Linked DNA regions of Mus musculus: region 2 is linked to region 1. Evidence: chromatin contacts called from public promoter capture Hi-C data. All regions are on one chromosome and are shown on one strand. Each heading gives the region's core, a stretch centred on a gene start, on an enhancer-like site or on the middle of the called end of the contact. The rest is flanking DNA. Distances are from core to core; before and after follow the strand shown. Region 1 overlaps Ncoa6 (nuclear receptor coactivator 6). Region 2 overlaps Pigu (phosphatidylinositol glycan anchor biosynthesis, class U).

What was found. Capture Hi-C pulls out chosen DNA fragments and counts their contacts.
Region 2: a promoter capture Hi-C map of adipose tissue shows a contact between it and region 1, with 2.2 times the contacts expected there. The contact joins two enhancer-like sites. A contact is called at or near these places in 10 of 484 Hi-C or Micro-C datasets (the AML12 cell line, bone marrow, bone marrow-derived dendritic cells and 7 more), 2 of 115 datasets of contacts at active chromatin or transcription factors (embryonic stem cells and extraembryonic endoderm stem cells) and 2 of 9 other capture datasets (adipose tissue and pancreatic islet).

Annotation. Positions count from the first base shown.
Region 1 is chr2:155,403,084-155,406,923 of GRCm38.p6, reverse strand. Ncoa6 (nuclear receptor coactivator 6) reads left to right here. Exons shown (of 14, transcript NM_019825.3): 10 at 1-1,449. Among named protein-coding and RNA genes, the nearest start is that of Trp53inp2, 23 kb to the right of the region's middle. Within about 2 kb of position 2,068, at least 68 of the 459 cell types and tissues checked have an H3K27ac peak or open chromatin away from gene starts, as enhancers often do. A contact at or near this core is called in adipose tissue, where this site is marked.
Region 2 is chr2:155,329,534-155,333,810 of GRCm38.p6, reverse strand. It overlaps Pigu (phosphatidylinositol glycan anchor biosynthesis, class U), which reads left to right. Exons shown (of 12, transcript NM_001004721.1): 5 at 2,553-2,662. Among named protein-coding and RNA genes, the nearest start is that of Mir695, 25 kb to the left of the region's middle. Within about 2 kb of position 2,795, at least 45 of the 459 cell types and tissues checked have an H3K27ac peak or open chromatin away from gene starts, as enhancers often do. A contact at or near this core is called in adipose tissue, where this site is marked.

The DNA.
Region 1 (3,840 bases), core at 819-3,318:
CTCCTGCCATGAGAGAAGCACCAACATCATTAAGCCAACTTCTTGACAACTCTGGAGCTCCTAATGTGACCATTAAACCCCCTGGGCTTACAGATCTGGAAGTAACACCTCCAGTAGTTTCAGGAGAGGACCTTAGAAAAGCATCTGTCATTCCCACACTGCAGGATCCGCCTTCTAAAGAACCCTCTACTTCTTTAAGCTCACCTCACAGTAGTGAGCCGTGCTCAACACTTGCGCGTTCAGAATTGAGTGAGGTCAGCTCTAACACTGCACCAAGCATCCCTCCAGTAATGTCAAGACCCGTCAGCTCTTCCTCCATTTCTACTCCCTTACCTCCAAACCAAATAACTGTATTTGTTACTTCCAACCCCATCACCACTTCATCTAACACATCAGCAGCCCTGCCAACTCACTTGCAGTCTGCATTGATGTCAACAGTCGTCACAATGCCCAACGTGGGTAACAAAGTTATGGTTTCTGAAGGACAGTCAGCTGCTCAGTCTAATGCCCGGCCTCAGTTCATTACACCTGTCTTTATCAACTCATCTTCAATAATTCAGGTTATGAAAGGATCACAGCCAAGCACAATTCCTGCAACCCCATTGACAACCAACAGTGGCCTGATGCCTCCCTCTGTCGCAGTTGTTGGACCTTTACACATACCTCAGAACATAAAATTTTCTTCAGCTCCTGTAACACCTAATGTCCCCTCCAGTAGTCCTGCTCCAAATATACAGACAGGTCGGCCATTGGTCCTTAGCTCACGAGCCACTCCTGTTCAGCTGCCTTCCCCTCCTTGTACATCCTCTCCAGTTGTCGCTCCTAATCCTTCTGTCCAGCAAGTAAAAGAATTAAATCCAGATGAGGCTAGTCCTCAGACGAACACCTCAGCAGACCAGAGCACTCTGCCTCCTTCACAGCCAACCACAGTAGTTTCTCCCCTTTTGACCAATAGTCCAGGCTCCTCTGCCAATCGTCGAAGCCCAGTCTCATCCAGTAAGGGCAAAGGAAAAGTGGACAAAATTGGCCAGATTTTGCTGACCAAGGCTTGTAAGAAAGTTACAGGCTCTCTGGAGAAAGGGGAAGAACAATATGGTGCAGATGGAGAGACTGAAGGCCCAGGGCTAGAGATCACAACTCCTGGGCTAATGGGAACAGAGCAGTGCTCCACAGAGCTGGACAGTAAAACCCCAACACCCTCAGCACCCACTCTACTAAAAATGACCTCTAGCCCCATGGGCCCAAGCTCCACCTCAACAGGACCCATCTTACCTGGCGGTGCTCTTCCCACCAGTGTACGCTCAATAGTAACCACATTGGTACCCTCTGAGCTCATCTCCACAGCGCCAACCACAAAAGGCAATCATGGTGGCGTAACATCTGAGCCACTTGCAGGTGGCCTAGTGGAGGAGAAGGTGGGATCCCATCCAGAGCTTCTACCCAGCATAGGTATGTACTTGAGCTTGGCATCAGCTCCTCATGTCAGGTTTTTGCTGGCCTGTCCCACAAGAGAGAAAGCACAGCCCTTTTCTACTTAAAAGAAGAAAAATGGCAGTTGTAGATTTACTTACTGAAAGTACATTGAAAAATATGCTTTTAAATGCCATGTTCAGTTTATATTCATTAACATGGTTCTTTCCTGGCTTCTGAACTGATTCATGTTTCATTTTCATGTGTATATATGTTCCTCAGTTTTAAAAAGCATTTTCATACATACTATCTCACATCATCTTTATACCAACCATTGATATAGTCTTATTCCTTCCTGTGGGTGAAAAGATTGAAGCTCAGAAATGTCTAATATTTGTTGAGCCTATACTCTTTTATGTCTCTGGCCTGGCATCATCCCTTGAGTGTGAACAACAACTTCTTTATGCCCCTCCCATTGTACTTCTTGCCTTGTTCTCACTGTATGCTAACTCAGGGGCCTTTCTGTTTGGACTGCTCCAGAAAAGCTTACCAGAAAACCAGATTTCATGATAAGCAAAGGAAGATCTGAGTGGGGAAAAGTCAGATAGACTTGCAGTATTTGCCAGCTCAATGGGCTGGGACAAGTCTCACTTCCTCCTTTGTAATGTGGAGACAGTCATAGTCACAAGATTTCAGTGAGGTAATGAATGCTTAGCACATGCTTAGCACAGAACCTAAAATACGGTAATATGGTTTAAGTGTTATTGCCTGTTTCCTTTGGACATGGCCTCTTAGTAAACTGCATTAGTGGACATCTAGTTCAAGTTATTTCTTGTGCACTAGGTCAGTGGTTAGTACTGGAAACAGGTGTCTTTATACCTCCTTTCTCCTGTATGGCTCAAGTAGTGCAGAAGCTCCACATACCTAGAGATAAGTTAGTCATAGCTAGGGGCCTCTGCAGTATCTAAGCCAGCTAATAATACCTCTTTTATTTATGCAGCTAAAATACTTTGAGTGCCTACCAATTAGGAGGAGGAGCAGAAAGGATACCAGCTTCAGGTTATGATCAGAGTTCAAATTTTAGCTCCACTGGTTGCCAGTTACAGTCTGGTGAGTTCCTCGTACTTCACCTGTAAAGTGGAGATTATAATTTTACCACCCAGGATATGTAGGATTCAGTGAGAGAACTTGAATATCAAGTGCCAGCTTACTGCCCCAGACATAGCTCTAGAAAGGTTCCGTCCCTTCTTTCTCCCTCTTACCTAAAGAGATACAAGAAGGGGTGAAGACCTGCAAAGAGTTCAATGTCCCTACGAGAGAGAGACTTTGCTGGGGACGGCTCTGTGTTTCAAGGTTGAATTTTGTTGATGTAGGTGACTATAAGAATTAAAAAGAAAGCTGAGCATGGTGGTGCACACATGCAGCACGTGGGAGAGGAGGTAAGATGGAGAGCAGAGCCACTCTCGGCTACAGACTTGAGTTTGAGGCCAAGCTAAGCTACATGAGACCTTGTGTAAACCAGAAGGAACTGGTGTGGCTTAAGTATGTTCTCTGATGCTTGATATTTCCATTTCTGTTTCCTTCTAGGGAACTTTTTCCTTTAATACTAAGAGAATAATGATGAAATAATTAGAAAATATTTTTATTTGAATCACAATTGATAGTAGAGAAACATAAGTTTTAGGGAGATGAACCAGCAATTAAGCTACTAAGCAGAGAGAAATCTACAAAATTCAGTTTCCATCAAAGGGTAAAACTTACTGTTGTAGTTTATCAAGAATTTTAAGCTATAGTGTTAAGATGGAAGGCATACCCTTGATAGCCCTGGCATACTTAAGCCTTAAGTCTTTACTGTACAGTCCATAAAGTTGTGTTCCAGAGTGTCTCGTGTGTTCTAGTTCTAGGGTCTAAGTCTGTTCTGTCTTTCAAAGACTCATGCTGACATTTCTACCTGAAATATTCCTTTACATTTTCAGCCTAGAGTATTCTTTTCCTTTGGACTCCCATGGCACTTTATATTTTATGTGTCTCTTTCCATATGACATCATAGTGGAGTACACTGTATGTATCTGTCTTACCTTTCATAATAGGGTGAGCTGCCTATAGAAAGTTCTTATAGCTATTTGTTAGAAAAGTAAATAATACTATATTGATTTATTTATTAAGTATATATTTATTGTCTGTTTTATGCCCATCACTCTTGCTAGTTGCTATAGAAAAGTACAGAATTGTGTGTTTTGGTAATCAAGGAGTGTGTGTAGAATCTCTGCTGGGGTTACATAATTTTTTTTTAAATGTTGAGATGAGTGGTATAGCCATTCTAAAAGAAGCTAGCTTGCTTACTAAGATATAGTTTTCAGCTTTTTAAGAAAACAGCCATTAGGCCTAGTGTGGTGGCACATGCTTATAATCCCAGCACTGTGGAGACTG
Region 2 (4,277 bases), core at 1,546-4,045, 74 kb after region 1:
TCTTATCCTCAAGACTGAATTAAACTTTGAAATATTTTTGTTTCCCTATTTCCAGAGTTCAGATTATTATGACATAGGATTTCTTGGATAGAGTGAGGTTGATTTATACTCTGTCAGAAATGACCTCAGTTTGAATGCCAGCTCTTTTCTTTTGGTTTTTTTGTTTTGGTTTTTTTTGTTTTGTTTTTGTAGTGCTGGGAATCAAGCCCAAGGCCAGTGATCTACGGCTGAGCCATATCCCCAGCCTTTTTGTTTGTGTGCTTTGAGACAGGGTCTTGGTACATACAGCTCAGCTAGAGTTTGTGATCTTGGTGCCTCATCCTCTTTAGTCCTGGGATCAGAGCTATGCTCCACCTTCATATGAGTGCTGAATGCAGCAGCTCTTAGTGCTGCTGCCACACCGCACACTGCTCTATTGCATTCCTGTTCCAGTGTGTAGAGTGAGACCCAGGGTCGTATGTATGTGCGGCCATCTACTACTGAGCTACATACACTCTGAGCTTATTGTGATGGTACACATGGAAAGAACAATTTGCAGGTATTGGTTCTCTTCTTCTACCATGTTGGTCTCAGGGATTAAACTCTGGCTGTTGGACTTGATGGCAAGTTCTTTCACTTTCTGAGCCCTCTTGCTGGAGCTCTGCATGTAGTTTAGACTGGCCTAGAACTAATTATGTAGCCCGAATCGGGCTACCTCCTTAGTGCTGGGATTACAGGTGTATGCTGCTACACCTAGCTATTGATTTAGGTAGGATGTCAGTACATGTATTCCTGAAAGACTCTACTACTTTATTAAGGAGGAGGAGTCCCTTCCTTCAGTATTATCATCACTGGCAAGTTGGTTATGCTCCACTAAGTAATTCTTCCCATCCGTGCTCGTGCAAGTAACTAATTAAACTCAAATGGTCTCCCGGTCCCCCTTCCTTCTCTCTCAGACACAGACACACACACACAACACACACACACACACACACACACACACACACACACACACACACACACACACACGAAAATAGGTTTGCCGGGCAATGGTGGCTGGTGGCTCATGCCTTTAATCCAGCACTCAGGAGGCAGAGGCAGGTGGATTTCTGAGTTCGAGGCCAGCCTGGTCTACAGAGTAAGTTCCAGGACAGCAAGGGCTATATAGAGAAACCCCGTCTTGAAGAAAAAAAAAAAAAAAAAAGAAAGAAAAAGAAAAAGAAAGAAGAAAATAGAGAGGTTCTAGAGAGATGGCTCAGTGGTTAGGAACACTGATTGCTCTTCTAGAGAACTCAGGTTCAATTCCCAACATCCACATGGCAGCTCACAACTGTTCAAAATTCCAGTTGCAGGGGATCCAAAGCCCTCTTTTTCTCTTTAGGGGCTCCAGGCACTCATGTGGTTCACAGACACATGCTAGCAAGACACCCAAATACATAAAATAAAAGTAGAGAGGGATGTGTTGGGACAAAGTACAGCAGGAGTGAGTGAGCAGCCGATAAGAGAGCAATGGGGGCTGGTATGGCTAAAATATCATTATGTACATGTCTGACCTATTAAGGGATAAATAAAAATTACATTTAAAAAGTCTCCATTTGCTACAAGGATCTTTATAGTCTGGGGACATTTGTCTTGGTAGGATTTGAGACGCTATCCCTATAGCCTGCATAGCATCCTGGAAAGCCGGTTCTGAGGGCACTTCACAGCTAGCCCTCTTTTCCCCTGTCAGCCTGGGGGATATGAATGCTAACTGATGGTAGCCAGTTGATTTTTGCAAAAGTGACATTAGCCTAATCTGCCCTTTTCTGCAATGATGTTTCTTTTTTGGAACTCATACTCAAGAATTTGTTGGGATACATCAGGGAAAACAGCTTTCCACCCCCATGTGACTGCTTCCTAACTCTAGCTCCCCAGCCATTCCAGTTCCTTTCTCCATCATAATTCATTCACCCTTCCTCTATGAAAGTATAAAAGAAGACCAAACAAGCCAACCTTTCAGATAGAGGAATGAGGAAGGGAACCTGAGATACTGTGCATCCAGATGGGTCACTGGAACTGCTTGAACATGTTTTGCTGATGGAACTTTCAAGCCCTGCCACCACTGATGTTACCTCCCAGAATGACTAAGTGGCTTGGCCATACATTAATCCATTCATTTGCCCACTATGCTAAGTGTTAGGCATACACAGAGAGCAAATTAAGTAACCGGAACCCTTGTGGAACTTAGACTCTAGGGAGGAGCCAGGCATCAGTTAGAAGTACTGCCGAGAAAGAGTGTTTATAGTAGAATGTGTATACACACCTAAAGGAGTGCACACCTTCCGGGAAAGGGAGGGCTGAGCTCTCAAGGTTTTGTGGGAGTCAGCCAGGGGAGAGTTCTGGGAGCATGGGGAGCACTGCCTGTTCATGTGCTGGGACTTGGTGGGTTAGGTGGGGGACTAAGTGTGAGGAGCCTGGAGAGGTAGGGTAGGACAGACCGCAGTGCAGACCAGAGCAAAGATTTCTGTCTTCATCCTGGAAGCAATGGCAAATCATCTGTCATATGTGTCTTGTGCACCCTCTCCCACCTCTAGTTTAAAAAGCAGAAGCTTCTCCTAGAGCTGGACCAGTATGCTCCAGATGTGGCTGAACTCATCCGAACCCCCATGGAAATGCGCTACATCCCTCTGAAAGTGGCCCTGTTGTAAGTACTCCCCCACAAATCAGAACTCAGTGCCAACAAGCGCAAGGAAAATCTGATGAGACTCTCCCATGTTGTAGTTGTAGAGATTTGCAGTCTTAGTCATCAAGTATTTGCCGTACTTCTCTTGCACAACTGGGGGTTAGGGCCAGCAAGAGAGACAGAGCCATCCTGTCTCTGTTGAGACAAAGACTCACACAGGGACAGGCACAATCAAACCCTTCACAAAGGCCTTCTGACTCAGTGCTGGCCTGGGCTCCAACCTGATTGTAACTAGTGTTTCTTAAAAGTGGTAGTTCTTTATTAGCAGTGCATTGGGTACAATTTTGATCTTTCTGTGCTGCTGTCTCATATAGCTTCTGTATTTCATATGCGATTTAGTTGCCTGTTTATAATTCAGAAAACTGGGCTAGGTGACAAGCTTGGAAGAGTGGCAGCTGCTGATGCTTTACGAAAAATTCTCTAGGAGTAATTAATACGCCAGTGAGTATGATCCTCTCAGATCATTCTCATCTGTGTTTCTGAGATAGGCAAAATGAACTATTTAATCAGCCAGTAGTCATCAGATATTAATAACATGCTAGTTTCTAGGAACACATACTAAACAAAACATAAATTTCCTCATGGAAAAAACATGCCCTAAAATTTTTTAGAATTAGAAGCTGGACATGATGTCACATGTTTGTGATCCCGGCCACAGGGCCTAAGGAGGGAGGACTGCTGAGTTTGAGGCTAATCTGTGCTATGTAGCAGTATTCCATATCAGAAAACAAGGGTCCGTGGAGGGAGCTTGGTCGGTAGCGTGCTTGCATAGCATACAAAGCCCTGGGTTTGATCCTCAGCACTGAATAAATTGGGTGTGGTGGTGCTTGTCTGTAATCCTACCACTTGGGAACAGGAGGCAGGAAGATCAGAGGTTCAAGGTCAGCTTCACCTACATAGTGAGTTTGATGCCCACTTAGATATTCTGGGGCCGGGCTGCTTTTTTGGAGCCTTTACTCTGTGTATGAATTTCCTATTCAGTATTCTGGGTAGATGTCTAGGCAGCTGCTTCTTTAGTGTCACCCGCTACTTAGAAATGATTTTGTGTTTTTTCCTCCTATGAGATAATTTTGGTATATCTGTTCTCAACTACATATTTCAGAAATTTGATGGGAACTACTTTAATAGGACCAAAGGTTTAGCAACATAATGAATCCTTATAGACTCTCGTATCCCCTGAGGGTAGTTTCATAATAGCAGCAGCCATTTCTTTGAAGGTTGTGTAACAAGTCTGATTGCTGGGAAAAACAAAAAACAAAAACTCACCAAACCCCCAAGAGTTTCTAGGCATTTGGTTTTAGAACTACTAATCTTACATTCCTAGGAGGTAGTATTAGATTTAAGGTCTTTACTTGTAAATAATTATTATAATCTTTTTCTAAGACACTGGTGTATTTCTTCTTTTCTGATAATCAGAATTATGTAACTGACCTTTCTTCCTTTGTCTGCTGGGAAACTCAGCCATGTCTGAGGCTGCTTATTGTAAGCTGTAGACCTGTCTGAGGCTGTTCTTGTAAAGCTATAGACCAGTCTGAAGCTGTTATTGTAAGGCTGTACAGTTGTCTGAGATTGGTTA